3 separate regions of the Sus scrofa genome follow, and regions 2 and 3 are each linked to region 1. The links are chromatin contacts, called in public HiChIP or PLAC-seq maps. All regions are on one chromosome and are shown on one strand. The core of a region is the stretch at or near the end of the contact, and the rest is flanking DNA. Distances in the headings are between cores, read along the strand shown. Region 1 holds the start of LOC100522401 (WASH complex subunit 2A). Region 2 holds the start of RASSF4 (Ras association (RalGDS/AF-6) domain family member 4). Region 3 holds the start of C14H10orf10 (protein DEPP).

The links. HiChIP or PLAC-seq counts read pairs in DNA pulled down with a chosen protein or histone mark.
Region 2: an H3K27ac HiChIP or PLAC-seq map of alveolar macrophages shows a contact between it and region 1. The contact joins the promoter of RASSF4 here to the promoter of LOC100522401 in region 1. A contact is called at or near these places in 1 of 5 promoter capture datasets (fetal liver) and 2 of 2 datasets of contacts at active chromatin or transcription factors (alveolar macrophages and skeletal muscle).
Region 3: an H3K27ac HiChIP or PLAC-seq map of alveolar macrophages shows a contact between it and region 1. The contact joins the promoter of C14H10orf10 here to the promoter of LOC100522401 in region 1. A contact is called at or near these places in 1 of 5 promoter capture datasets (liver) and 1 of 2 datasets of contacts at active chromatin or transcription factors (alveolar macrophages).

The regions. Positions count from the first base shown.
Region 1 is chr14:90,580,181-90,584,701 of Sscrofa11.1, forward strand. It overlaps LOC100522401 (WASH complex subunit 2A), which reads left to right and starts at 2,219. Exons shown (of 33, transcript XM_003133111.6): 1 at 2,219-2,367; 2 at 2,456-2,578; 3 at 3,499-3,663. The coding sequence starts at 2,365.
Region 2 is chr14:91,136,657-91,141,177 of Sscrofa11.1, forward strand. It overlaps RASSF4 (Ras association (RalGDS/AF-6) domain family member 4), which reads right to left and starts at 1,837. Exons shown (of 11, transcript NM_001243337.1): 1 at 1,721-1,837.
Region 3 is chr14:91,116,246-91,120,766 of Sscrofa11.1, forward strand. It overlaps C14H10orf10 (protein DEPP), which reads left to right and starts at 2,087. Exons shown (of 2, transcript XM_003359280.4): 1 at 2,087-2,735; 2 at 3,312-3,997. The coding sequence starts at 3,339. The coding sequence ends at 3,965. The region is part of intron 3 of RASSF4 (Ras association (RalGDS/AF-6) domain family member 4); the gene reads right to left.

The sequences.
Region 1 (4,521 bases), core at 969-3,468:
AGTCAGGTTCATTACCTCTGGGCCACGATAAGAACTCCCACCCACTTTTTTTTTTTTTTTTTTTTTTTTTTTTTTTTTTTAGGGCCGCACCGGTGCCATATGGAAGTTCCCAGGCTAGGGGTCAAATCATATATATTTTTTAATGAATGTTGGAGAAGGGCTAGGAGGTTGGTAGACTGCAATTTAAAAATAAGGTTCTGGAGTACTCTTGCGGTGCAGTGGGTCAAGGATCTGGCATTATCACTGTAGAAGCTTGGGTCACTGCTGTGGTGTAGGTTTGATTTCTAACCCAGGAACTTGCATATGCTGCAGGCACTGCTAAAAAAAAAACCCCACAAAAACAAACAAACAAACAAACAAAAAACCAACAATGAAGTTCTCTTAAGAAACTAAGACTAGCTATAGTGTAACATAGTGGCTAATGGTGTAGGTTCCTGGCTCTGCTTCATTACTAGTTGTCCAACCCTGAGTAAGTTATTCTCTTTGTGCCTCAGTTTCCCCACTGTAAAATATGGGGATAACAGTAACCACCTCACAGAGTCATTGTGAGAATTAAATGAATTAATACATATAAAGCAGTTGATACATTATATGTGCTTCATAAATGTTAGACATTATTATTAAAAAGGATAGATAAGTAAATTACAATACACTTATGATAGTCTACGGTGAATATTTGTGTGAACCCTTAGAAAATAACTGAGGGGGGCATTTAAAATTATCCTTGGGAATTAGGGAAGTCTTCACTAGAGAGACAGAGGCAAAAACAATGGAAAGCTCAAGAGTTTGATAAACAGAGGCCACTGAGGAAGTGGTAAAATCTATGTTTAATGCTCACAGTATGGTAGGCATTGTGCTGTTTACAAATGTTACCACAGTTCCTGCAAAACATGTAACTTCCTTTTACTGAGGAGGAAAACTCATAAGGATTAAAATAACTTGCCCATGGGCACATAAGAATGGAAAGAAATGGAGTTCCGACTGTGGCATGGGCGTCGTGGAAGCCCTGGGACATAGGTTTGACACCCCGCCCCAGAGGATCCCAGGATGGCCAAAGGATCCCAGGTGGCCAGAGCTGCGCTTAGGTCGCAACTGCGACTCGATCTGATCCCTGGCCTAGAAACTCCACATGCTGTGGAGTGGCCAAAAAAGAAAAACAAAAAAACAAAACCGAAAAAGAATGGAAAGAAATAGGGATCTTCATTTTAAAAAGTAAGTTGGTCTGGAGGAAGAGGGACTCCGCAGAGGGAACTTCAAGGAAGTGTGAGGGGTCGCAGAACGCTGGTGGGGAAGCTGGGCACGTTGAAGAAGGATTCGTAGGCAGGAATCAGATATTAAAGGGCTTTTGCCTGTTATATGAGGAGTTTGAACTTGAATCTGAGGGCACTGGCTAGCGAGTAAAGGATTTTAAACAGTCACCATCCAGTAAATCTGGGCGCCTGTGCGCTGACCCCGCGACAGGCAGCAGAGATGCAGCAAGGAAGAGATGCAGCAGCGAGCTCTTCCTCTGCCCACCGCCTGGAACGTTTAAAACTCCTAGGCTGGTTCTCCCTTTGGCCCTTCTCTCTAAACATACCTCGCTGCCAGGCGTTTCCGGGCTGATCACACCCTGCCAACTGCCCTCTAGCTTAAAATGCAACCCGTCGGACGCACCCCTTCAGCTCCCCCTGGCGTCTGCACCCTTCCTTTCTCCAACTCCCGCCACCATAGCCCGGCTGCAGGCTTTTTTTCTTTTAGTGAAATAGATTTTTAAAAATTTACTTTATTCAAGTATATTTGCTTTACAATGTTTCAAATTCTGCTGTATAACGGTGATTCAGTTATACACACATTTTTTCATATTCTTTTTCTATTAAAGTTTATCACAGGATATTCAATATAGTTCCCTGGGCTATACAATAGAAGTTTGTTTTTTACACATTCCGTACATTAGTCACCATCTGCTAATCCCTAACTCCCCAGCCATCCCTTCCGGACCCCCCTCCGCAATCACAAATTCTCTGTGAACGTGAGTCTGTTTCATAGATAGGCTCATTTATGTCATATATATATCACATCTAAGTGATATATGATAGGTGTCTTTCTGACTTACTTCACTTAGTATGATAACTTCTAGGTCCATCCATGTGGCCACAGGCCTCTTAGAAGAGGTCTAGTGTCCCCAGCCGGCTTCTGCACCTTCCTTCCGGCAGTCCGGCAGCCATCCACTGCCGGTCACATGAGGGGCAGGTCACCGGCGCCGGGGTCATGTGATCTACAGTCACGTGCCTGAGGCACCACTGAGAAGTTCGGCTTCCAGAGACCTTCCAGGCTCAGCGGGTGCGTCCTGCGGGCCCTTGGAGCCCGTGAGGCTGCGCGGCGAGGATGGTGAGAGTGGCAGGTTGGGTGAGGGTTGGGCCCCGGCCCCCTCTGCCCTCCCGGAGCTCAGCGCCTCTTCTCGTCCTTCCCGCTGCAGATGAACCAGACCACCCCCGACCAGGAGCGGGCGCCGGCGTCGGAGCCCGTGTGGGAGCGGCCCTGGTCGGTGGAAGAGATCCGCAGAAGCAGCCAAAGCTGGTCGCTGGCGGCCGACGCGGGCGTGAGAGGCGGGCCCAGGGACGGGAGGGGAGGGCGACTCATCCGGGGTGATGCGGGAGGGAGGATGGGACTCCCCATAAACATCGACTTAACACATCTCTTCTTGCCCTCAAAAACTCCCCGGCGGCAATCCCCAGGCACTTGGGCGGTGGTGGGCCGGTTGTCCTTAGCCCTCTGAGCGCTCCCAAGCAGACAGCGGCCTGGACACCCGGCTGTTTTCCTCGTTGGGGTTTTCCAGACCGGCAACCAACTCCATCCTGAGCTGGGAAATCGGCTTCCGCCGCTCCGCAGGCTTACAATGGCATTACTTCGTCAATTCCATGTTGGGACCTGGACTGAGTGGGGCAGTAGAAAAACTAGTATATGGATATCCTTGAGTGAGACTTTTTAGCTAAGGGCCCACCCAGTAAACTGAAAATGGTCATTCCAAAGTCCCATTTGAAGTAGGATTTTTGGATAAAAGTAGTGGTTTGTTGTTTTGGCTTTCGTTTGCAATCCCTGTAGAATGACAACCAAACAGGACTTAAAAATTCCTCCCAAAATGAGATGGCAAGTATCCGTTGACTCGTTGCCGCTGTTTTGATGAACTTTCTTTTTTTTTTTTTTTTTTTTTAAGGGCCACACCCGCGGCATATGGAGGTTCCCAGGCTTGGGGTGGAATCCGAGCTGTAGCTGCTGGCCTAGGTACTCCACATCCACAGCCCTGACAGATCTGAGACACGTCTGCGATCTACACCACAGCTCAAGGCTGATGAACTTTCTTAATGTTTTTTGATGCTACTTGGTCATAAAGCTGTCAAAAGCAGAATCCCTTTTACATTCCAACACACACACACAAAAGGAAATGGGTTCTTTCCTGTTTTGATATGCAGAATAGATGTGTATAATATTGATACTACTGTATGTTTATTTTTTAAATAGCTGCTACAGTTTCTACAGGAATTCTCACAGCAGACTATCTCTAGGACCCATGAAATCAAGAAACAAGTGGATGGACTAATTCGGGAAACTAAAGCCACAGATTGTCGCCTGCATAATGTCTTCAATGACTTCCTTATGCTGTCTAATACCCAGTTCATTGAGAACGTGAGTCAGATTTATAAATAAATACTACTTTTAGGAGGAGCAAGAGCCATTGTAATACTCCATGATCTATTATTAGGTTCTCTACTAAATTTTGGTGGAAGTAGTGGTTCTTTATAATTAATGCCTCACCCCCTTTTTTATTAGTAAATTTTTTTAAGCCTTTGAAAAAACCTAATGATAAAATTTCCTCATATTCCAGTGTTTCCATCGGTTTTTGGTTTTGGAGTAGTCGGTGTTGTGCAGAATTGCATGACACTCCAACAAACCTTGTTATTGAGCATACTCTGTACGGAGCTGTACAACTGGTCTGATCCTCTGGGCACCAGTGTATTATTGATTGTATCCAATATTGATAAGTTATAGTAAAGTCGTGTGTGTGTCTACTTGGAATATTCCCAACTAACATTTTGTTATGATGGCTGAACCTATGTTGTTGTTGTTATTTCGCTTTTTAGGGCTGCACCAAAGGCATATGGAAGTTCCCAGGCTAGGTGTCTAATTGGAGCTATAAGCTGCCAACCTGCACCACAGCCACAGCAATGTGGGATCTGAGCTGAATCTGCGATGTACACCACAGCTCACGGGAATGACAGAGCCTCAATCCACTGAGCAAGGTCAGGGATCAAACCTCATGGATACTTGTCTGGTTCATTACTGCTGAGCAACAGGAACTCCAACGTTCTTTTAGTTTTTAAAAAACTTTTTAGGGAGTTGCCATTGTGGCACAGTAGGAATGAATTCAGCTAGTATGCATGAAGATGTGGGTTTGATCCCTGGCCTCACTTAGTGGGTTAAAGATCCGGCCTTGCCATGAGCTGTGGTGTAGGTTGCAGGTGCAGCTCCGATCCCATGTTGCTA
Region 2 (4,521 bases), core at 587-3,086, 560 kb after region 1:
ACGGAAGTTCCCAATAGTTGTCATGGTGGGAGTCAGGAGCTCCAGAGAGACTGCGAGGCTCTGGAGATGACAATGTAGGAATCAGAGAGGATGATGGTTCTTGGCAAGAGAATGCGTGAGCCAGGGCATCTGGCTGAATTCATTCTCAAAACCAGGGTGCTTTCTGGTAGACCCTATAGTCAGAGTCTCCTCTTTGAGCCTTTGCATTTACAGGATCTGAATTATAGCACATGCTGGAGTTCTGTTCATGTTCTATTGTTATAGGTCATTGTCTAGTTGACCCTGACCCAGGGGGACCCAGGACCTTCACTCTGTTGTCAACCTCCAGACCACTCACTAGAGTCTCACATGGCTCCACATCCCAACTTTCACACCAACACTTTAATCCGTGGCCTCAATCTCACTTTTCCTGTAAAGTCTTGAACCACCGGCACCACACACAGAGAGGATAATGACAAAAACTAATGAAAATGTTCTGACACTTGAAATACACTCACTACAACTTCCAGCCAGCATTTTTTTTTTTTTGACCTAAGTTTAAGACATTCTTCTTCTCTTCTCTCCCTTCCCCTTCTCTCCTTCCCTTTTTCTCCTCTCCTTTTCCAAGCCTTCCTTCTTCCCTCCTTCACCCTAACAATGCCCACCAAATGGCAGTGGCTAAGGAATTACTCTGGGGAGCAGGAGGCAGGCAGGTCAGCAATTTAGTAGTTGTCTTTATTGTATACTCATGGCGTCTGGAAACAAATCTCGATCTTGCCATGAGCAGTTCAACTACAGACACTGACAATGAGGGCCTTTCTGCAAGTGCAAGTACATGGATTTGGAGTCCAATCTGCTTGGGCTCAAATTCCAGAATCCCTTATTTATTGTGATCATATTTAATTCCTCTGTGAAGTGGGACTACTAAAGCTCTCTAGATAGTGTTTTAAGGAAACCCTGGCTCTGTCCTGGCATTGATCCTCAAGTGAGAGAAGGCCCTCCCTCCCCCAGGGTTGTGCCGGATTAATAAAAACAGAAGCATTTCTTCTGAGTGGGAAGTCAGGACTGAGAGTCAGGAGCACAGGGGTGAGCAGGGTGGCTGGCAGGGTGAGCTCTGAAGTCAGTGGGTAAAATGAATGAGACCTGGCACAACAAGCCCTGGGTTACAAGGCTGACTCATCTGGGTAAAAGTGGACAATTCCGTAACATTTTAAGCCTCAGGTTTTCTCATCTGAAAATAGGGATAATCAAGGCTATGAGAAGTAGGTGTGATATTGTGCTAAAGCTCTTAGCACAGGTCTGGGAACAAATCAAATGTTCTATAAATAGCGACACTGAAGCCTTCTTTCTGCTATTATCTGGGTGTTCATGGTCTTCCATCCATGAAATCTGAGTTGTGCCAGAGACGCTGAGTCTTTCCCCCTAATTCTCAGATCAACGCTTCTAGGATACTGGCTAAGATGAGAGGCAAGGTGAGCAAAGATGTAGACTGCGCAGGATTTAGCTCCTAACGTGCCCTCTCCTTGGAGGAGGTGCATGGCACAGTGCCCACTCTCAGCATTGGGCCCGTGGCCCGGAATGCTCCAGGCTGGCAGAAGGAGGGGATTTTGCACGCGGCAGGCAAGGCGCACAAGTGCCCAGACTTAAGAGCTCCTGGCTGGGGAAAGTCCTGGGCTCAGGCGGTGGGGGGAAGTTGGTGCTCTGTGGACGCCCCGAACTCTCTTGCCCATGCATCACTCACCGTCCACTCATTGCGCTGTCCAGAAGCCGCTGCCAGTGCCTCGCCTCGCAGTCACCCGAGGTGCCTCCGCAGCGCCTACTGCCCTGTTCTCTCCAGCTTGGGGAGTCGGGCCCGCCCCTCCCCGCCCCTCGCCAGCGCCGGCCAATAGAGCTGCCCTATTGTTTCCTTTCCGTCCCGCCCCTCCCCGGCTCTTCCCGCCCCGCTCCGCCTCTCTCCCAGCGCAGGCCAATTGCGTAAAGTCTCCTTGTCCAGCCCGCCCAGCTCAGGGTACACAGAGGAGGGCGGGCTCCGGGCGGTGCCTCAGGAGCCGGGCAGAAGGTTTGGGGCGTGTAGGCTTTCCAGGGTGTCCCCTCGGGCGTACACTCCGGGAATTCCCGGAGACCCACTGAGGAAGCAGCTCGGATCGGTCGGGAGGGTCTGATAGGCGGGCCAAGGCCAGGGACCCTGGGGGAAATGACACCCTTGGATTTCCAACAAAGGTCGTGCAGGCCTCGCAATTACTAGTGTGTGTCTTGAGAGAGGAGGTTATCCGTCTGGAGCAATGTTAGTTTTTGCTCAAGGGCCACCTGCGTGCAATCCTACTGTTTGCTTGACGTGGCCTCTCGAAGCTCCACCGCTTTTAAGAAATCAGATTCTATGATGGTTGAAAGGAGATAACCTCCCAGTTAAGGCCTGCTGGAGGATTTGCTTGCAAAGAGGACAGAAGACCACAGGCCTTTTGGGGAACTCAGAATAGGTCAGTGATTCTGGGGTGTGGGGGCGACAGGGAAGGGGAAGAGGCTGATGGAAACATTTGCAATTTCTGTTTTATATCACTATTTCCAGTACTGACCTCAGATTTCCCCTCCCTTCCCCCATAAATAATTTTATTTTTCATAATTTTACTTTTCATTCAATCTGTAGTTCCTTTTTTTTTTTTTTTTTTTTGCTGTTATAGGGCCACACCTGTGGCGTATGGCTGTCTTAGACCTACACCACAGCTCAAGGCAACGCTGGATCCCCAACCCACTGAGGAAGGCCAGGGACCAAAACAAAGTCCTCATGAATACTTGTCAGATTTATTTCTGCTGCACCACAATGGGAACTCATGTAGTTCCTAATCCTTTGAGTCATGTGGACATTTTAGAGTCTGATATGGACCTTCTAGAAAAATGCAGCTGCCTACATAGGCAAAAATTAGCCCTAGATTTGTCTATGGGCCCTTGGAGCCCACTTGAGAGAGGCTGTGCTTATCATTGTTAGCGCTGCTGGATTTGGAGTAAAGAGATTGGGCTCTGCCATCTACTTCCTGCACGATCTTTTCATGTCGCAGTTGCTCTGGGTCTCAGTTTTCCCACCTGTAAAAATGAGGGAGCTAAAGGTGACCAGGCCATGGATCGTTCAGCTCTGGCTTTGCAGGAAATTGTGAAGAATGAATCATCCTCTGCCAGCTCAGGGCACCCCTGTGGTCCGGGTCCTCCAGCCCTCAAGAATGCTGATCTAACTGATACCATCTCCAGGGTGAGAACTAGCCTGGAATGATGATTGGCTTCTGGGAAGTCTGATGTATCCTGCACTCTCGTGGTGTGTCAGGCACTCTGCTAGGTGCTTTACGACAGGGATCCCACACAATGCCTTCAACATTCCTGGGGAGTAGGTATTACTACCCCCATTTTACATGGAACATAAGTGTCCAACATCACGTACCTCTAGAGAATCACCTTTTCCTTCAGTATTCAATGAAACTATGTTTGGCCTGGAGCTCACTTACAGTGGGTCTTGTGTATACCATTAGTTGCCAATCCAGTACCCATTCCCTTCTTTGCAAGAAAGAAAAAGAAGAAGGAAGGAAAGGAAAAGAAAAGGTAAAGTTGAGAGAGAGACAGAGAGGGAGAGAGCAAGAGTGGGCAAGTTGTTTGGGCAGCAATGTGCCAGCCCCTAGTGATGGATCACGACAATTTGTATTTTTCATACTATACTTCATGAAATTAAGTTAGAGCGTGAATTGACTAGTATTTTTTAAAATAGAAAACATCAGTATATAGAACACATAGTAAGTGTAAGTTGTATCTCATGAAACTTTTGTTTGCATTATATTTCAGTTATGTATATTAGGCTGTGATATAAAAAGCATCTCCCACTGTGGGGCACAATCAAAAAAGGTTGAAAGCCATCATCTAAGCATCTGAGTCAATCATGACAATCCTTTTCATGGCTTTTCCAGCTTCCTCTGAAACTAGAAAGGGTCACACGACCTACTTCTGAGCAAAGAGAGGATAGGTGTGCTGGAGGTGGGGAGATTTGAGGGAGAGTGAAGACAACTTTTGCTCTCCCGATAGAAGAAACGAATGAATACCACTTTGCCCTGCCTTTCTGTCTCAAATGTGGATGTAATGTGTAATGTCTAGAGCACTGGCAACAATATTAAGGTTATAACACAACATGTCCACATACTAAAGCTGGTGGAATACAAAGATAAAAGGAGTCTGGGTCTTCATTAACATTATGAAGCTGCTGCATAAGCTTCACCACCCTACTCTAGACTTCCTGCCATGGAGAAAAAAAAAACCCTATTTGTTTAAATCAGAGGTTAGAAAGTCTTTTCCATAAAGGGCCAGGTATCAAGGATTTTAGGCTTTGTGGGCTAAGTGGTCTGTGTTGCAGCTTCTTAGCTCTACTGTTGCAGATTGAAGCATCCATAGAAAACATGTGAATCAAAGGGCATGGCTGAGGTTCCAATAGAACTATTAGCAAATAGATGGCAAACCACATGTGGTCCATGGGCTGTGGTTCGCTTGCTTTTTCTCTAGATGATCTTGCCA
Region 3 (4,521 bases), core at 837-3,336, 540 kb after region 1:
TAGTTTGTAATAGTCTAAAACATGCTGTTATCCACAGAGAAAATAGCTCTCCTCTGCTCAAGGTTATCAAAAATACACGAAGTTCCTAGAATAGCCTTGTACTGTTTGCTAAAAGAAAAAAACAAACAACAACAGAAAACCCAGAGCTATTTTTGATAACCACAGATGCTACACAGGCACAGATATGTAACTAACCCTCCCTGGAAAGGAAAGACGAGACTGATCCACTGGAGTTAAAGGTCCCGTGGGGATGGTAAGAAAACCCAGAGCAGGATTCAGTTCTTCATTTTTAGCCTTGACTTTGGATGATGCCTTTGTCAGATGTCCACATGTTACTGGAGAGAACCTCTCTCCCACCAGGAACATCTTAGCATGTTCATTCGTGGACATGAGCCCCACAATGGACTCTCTGTGGAGGAAGATGAAGCAGACACAGCTGCAGACCAGGGTCCATGAGGAGGAGAAGGGGGCACTGCTGGGGTGGAAGCAGCAAGGCTGGACATGTTGAGGCCAGGCCTTCAAAGATGCAGAATGAAGGCTCTAGGGACTTTGCCATGAAGAGGGAGACAGGGGCCTTGCTCTAGGAAGCAAAGGGCTGAGGCTGTGCTCCTGCCTCTGAGGTCAGGGCTCAGCTGTGCTGGGGTTTGGCTTGACTGAAGTGGCTCAAGGCTGGTGCCCCTGCATAGGCAGCATAGGTGCCCCCAGTCCGAGCCCCCCCCGCCACCTCTCCGTTAGCCTTCAGTCTGACCCCATTGGAATGGAGGGGAGGTCCTCTCAGCCTGAAGCTTCTTGGATCAAATCAGAGGAAGCCCAGCATAGAGGAGAGGGACCTCTAGGCCCCTGGGAAGCCTTCCCAGGCAGGTGGGGAAGGATGTGGCAGCAGAGGCAGGACTAGAACACAGGTCCCAAGACCTGGGATTTCTATAAGCTGGGAAATCACTGTGGGCTCTAATACACTCGTCAACACTTCCCTCCTCAATTCAGCCTACTGGCTAATTTGCTAATTGCTAACAAAACCTAAGAGAGCCAGAGAGGCTCTACAGAAGCCTCCAGATAGAAGAGCCATCAAGGTGGGAACTGCCACGTTTAACAGAAATCCTGATCTCCCAGCTGGCTGGCCCCATGCCTCAGTCCATCAGGAATACCCTATCCAGAATACATGAACTTGGGACTGTCAGGTCCTCCTGTTTGCTCAGCACCTGGGATCCATCAATCAGACCTCAGGCTTGGGCTGTTGTATCAATGACTGCTTTCTGTCCTCTGCCTGTGGATACAAGACAGGTGTCTTCCAGGAGGGCCCATGATGGGAGTATGGCCTGAGGCCTGTCTGAGAAGTACTGGTACTGGCTCTTTACAAGAGCTTCCCCAGGGTTTCCCACCTCATCCTCAGCAGCCTCCTGTGCTGACACACTCATCCCTAGTCATTGGCAGTGGCCTGGGTGCTCCCCAGTCTCCCTGTTAGCTGTCCCTTGAAAGCCCATGAGCAGCGGCTAAGTCAATCCTTTGAAGCAGAAGCCAGACTCTTGCACCCTCAATGGAACACTGCAGTCCTACTATTACCTTCAGAGAGAAAACCAATGTCCATGCCAAGACCCACTGGCCTACCCCACCCCACCATGGGCCAACCATGTGGCCCCTGGCTGTCCCCTGAGCATGCCCAGCAGACTCTCCACAGTGGCTCTGCACATGCTGCCCCCTTGGCTGGGAAGGCACGGCCTTCATTTGCTCAGCTCTCTGCTCAATGTCCCCTTTCAGCGAACACACTCCTGACCTCTCTACCACAGTGCAGCTGGACTTTTCTTTGCAGCCATAATCAACGCCCAACATTACAGCACCTATTCACCAAGTACTTACTGCTCTCCTGCACTAAAAATTAAGCTCTGGGACACAATGACTTGTTCACTGCTACGTATAGAACAGTCGCTGGTACACAGGAATACTAGTTAGATACCTGGGGAACAAATAAGCTGCCAGTTCTCATTTGAAAGCACCACCCCTGGGAAGTGGCAAGACCAGGACTCCACAGGCTGTCCTTAGTTCCAGACGAAGGTGGGCACATCTTGACTCCTAGAAGGCCCAGGAAGCCTGGCCTTGGCTACCTCCTTGCACTGCCCTGTCTGGCAAGCCCTCTAGCAGGTGCAGGCCCAGGTCTCTATCTAAGCTAGCACAGGGCCAGTGTCCTGGGGTTGCAGGATGCTGGTGGAAGATATAATGGAAACATTTCTAGGCAGCGGTGGCAGGTCCTAGGGCTGCTTGTGGGAGCCCAGTGGAGTCCCTGCCTCTCCCAGTGGCCTGAAGTGGCCAGGACTTGTGGCCGCCCCACCCCGGCCCTGCAGAGTAAACATTCCCAGAACCTCCCACAGGCATAAACACTTGCTCCAAGCTGGCAGCTGGGCCAGGCCCCGCCTGCCAAGCTGTTTTCCTCTGAGAGCCTTCCTGAGCCCTGCTATTTTTGGCCCTCGTGACAGTAATTGATTGCTGGTGGAAAGGTATAAAAGCAACTGCCAGCCTCAAAGTTCGCCAGACAGCTTGGGAGGGACTCCGCTCTGGACAGCAGTACATGGGACAGAGGCCGTGGTACATCATCCTCGTTTTCCTCCGGCCAGCGATCTGACGAGGGACACAGGGTCCAACCGCTGGACCCCGATCTCTTTGCCCCAAGCTTCCTGGGACCTTTCCTCGGACTCCTTTGCCCATCCAGCATCCCTGCTACCCCCAGGCCCCCTCAGCTACAGGTAAGAGAGAGCTACTGCCCTCCGGTTTGAGGTAAAACAGAGAGGCTTTGTGGGGCTTCAAGGGCTGTTCTCAGCCTGGGACGTGCACAGCCTCACTGCAGGTTAGAGAACAGGACGCAGCTAGTGGCCATGACAATTATATTCATAAAGGAGTGTTATATTCATAAACGGATTTCACATGAGGTGTCCTTCCGTATGTTCCTCCCAGCGCCCTGGAGAGTGGGTATTTATAACCCTGTTTTTCAGATGAGTGGAGGCTTGGAGAGCTGACTTGGCCGAAGGACCCCAGGTCAGAAAGTACAGAGCTTGGTTTGAAACCCAAGTTTTCTCTGACTCCAGTCTCTTAGGCTTGGTTCTCTTATTTGTACAGGTTCTTACCCAACAGTAAGGATAGAGCCTGAAGTAATATCAGGGGGAAGGAAAAGTCCAGGAGTTCAAGCCTCTTCTTGTATCTGTAGACTTGAAACTGCTCTCAGGCATACAATTCACACAGGGAGCCTCAGATGGGGGAGGGGACCCAGGAGGGGTGTCAGGGTATTGGCAGTGTCTCATCCCCTTTCCTCTGTCAACCAACAGTTTGCAGTTTCCCCGTGGCAAGGAGCCATGAGGTCCCGGCTCTTGCTTTCTGTGCCCCATCTGCCCACAATTCGGGAGACCTCAGAGGAGATGCTGCCTGTGGGGCCCGGAGAGGAACCCCCTGCCTCCCCCAGCCTGGATGACTACGTGAGGTCCATTTGTCAGCTGGCACAGCCCACCTCAGTGCTGGACGAGGCTGCAGCCTGGGCCCGGCCTCGTAGACCCCACCGACCAGGCCGTTCCTGCGAGAAGAGCCGCTCTGATGGGTCCCTTCAGGACATCACCACCCACTTCAGCGGCCAGCAGCCTGTGCTGCCCAGGGCCGGCCCGGCTGACCCCCTGGACTGGCTCTTTGGGGAGTCTCAGGAAAAGCGGCCAAGTAGAAGGGACCTGCCAAGGAGGACTGGACTCCCTGCGGACCCCCAGGCTCTGCGTAAAGAAACCAACAGTGGCAAGGCCCAGGGGGGCCCCAAAGGGAGGCTGTGTGAGGCCAGGGCCCCAGAGCACTCTCTGGAGAGACCACTGAGGAACTGGCACCAGTGCTCCCCAGCTTCCGTGCAACCTGGCAGGGATGCAGCCTCCTCCACAAGTCCCCGCCGCAGCAGCATCCTCAGAACTCTTTATTTGCACCTCCCTGTGATCCATGAACTCTGACCTCTCCCCAATAAAGGCTTCTGTAAATAGTACACAGGTCTGGGTCACCTCCCCACCTTCCCTCCGAGTGGGGCACTACCCCTGGCAGGTCTCTGGGAGGAAACTGCCCCTCTGCTTTGGCAACTCTTAGTAAGATCCCTACTCTGAATAAGAGCCTAGCTCGCGTGATTTGCACTGTCCCTTGCCGGCTGGCTGATCACCTTGGGCAAGTGACTTAACATCTCTGTTCCTGGGTTTTCTCATGGGTAAAAATGGGGACAATTAATGGGATTTGCCTCCTAGGCTCTGCTGACAAGTAAACGGGCTAAAACACACCTCATGGCGTGCCTGATATGAGCCCATGTGGGGAGTAGCTGTTGTCTCTGAGGTTGTTTCATGGGCAGGGGGGAACGAGGTAGATGGGGGGAGAGAAACCAAGGCCTCAGCCCCCAGTGGTTTTTGAGTGAGGCCCTGGGCACTCCTGTCCTCATGAGGCCCATGAGAAAACCTGGTGTCTCAGCAAACGTGCCTGCTGCATTTCAAGGGCACGTGTCACTTGGGCAGCTGCAGGTAACTC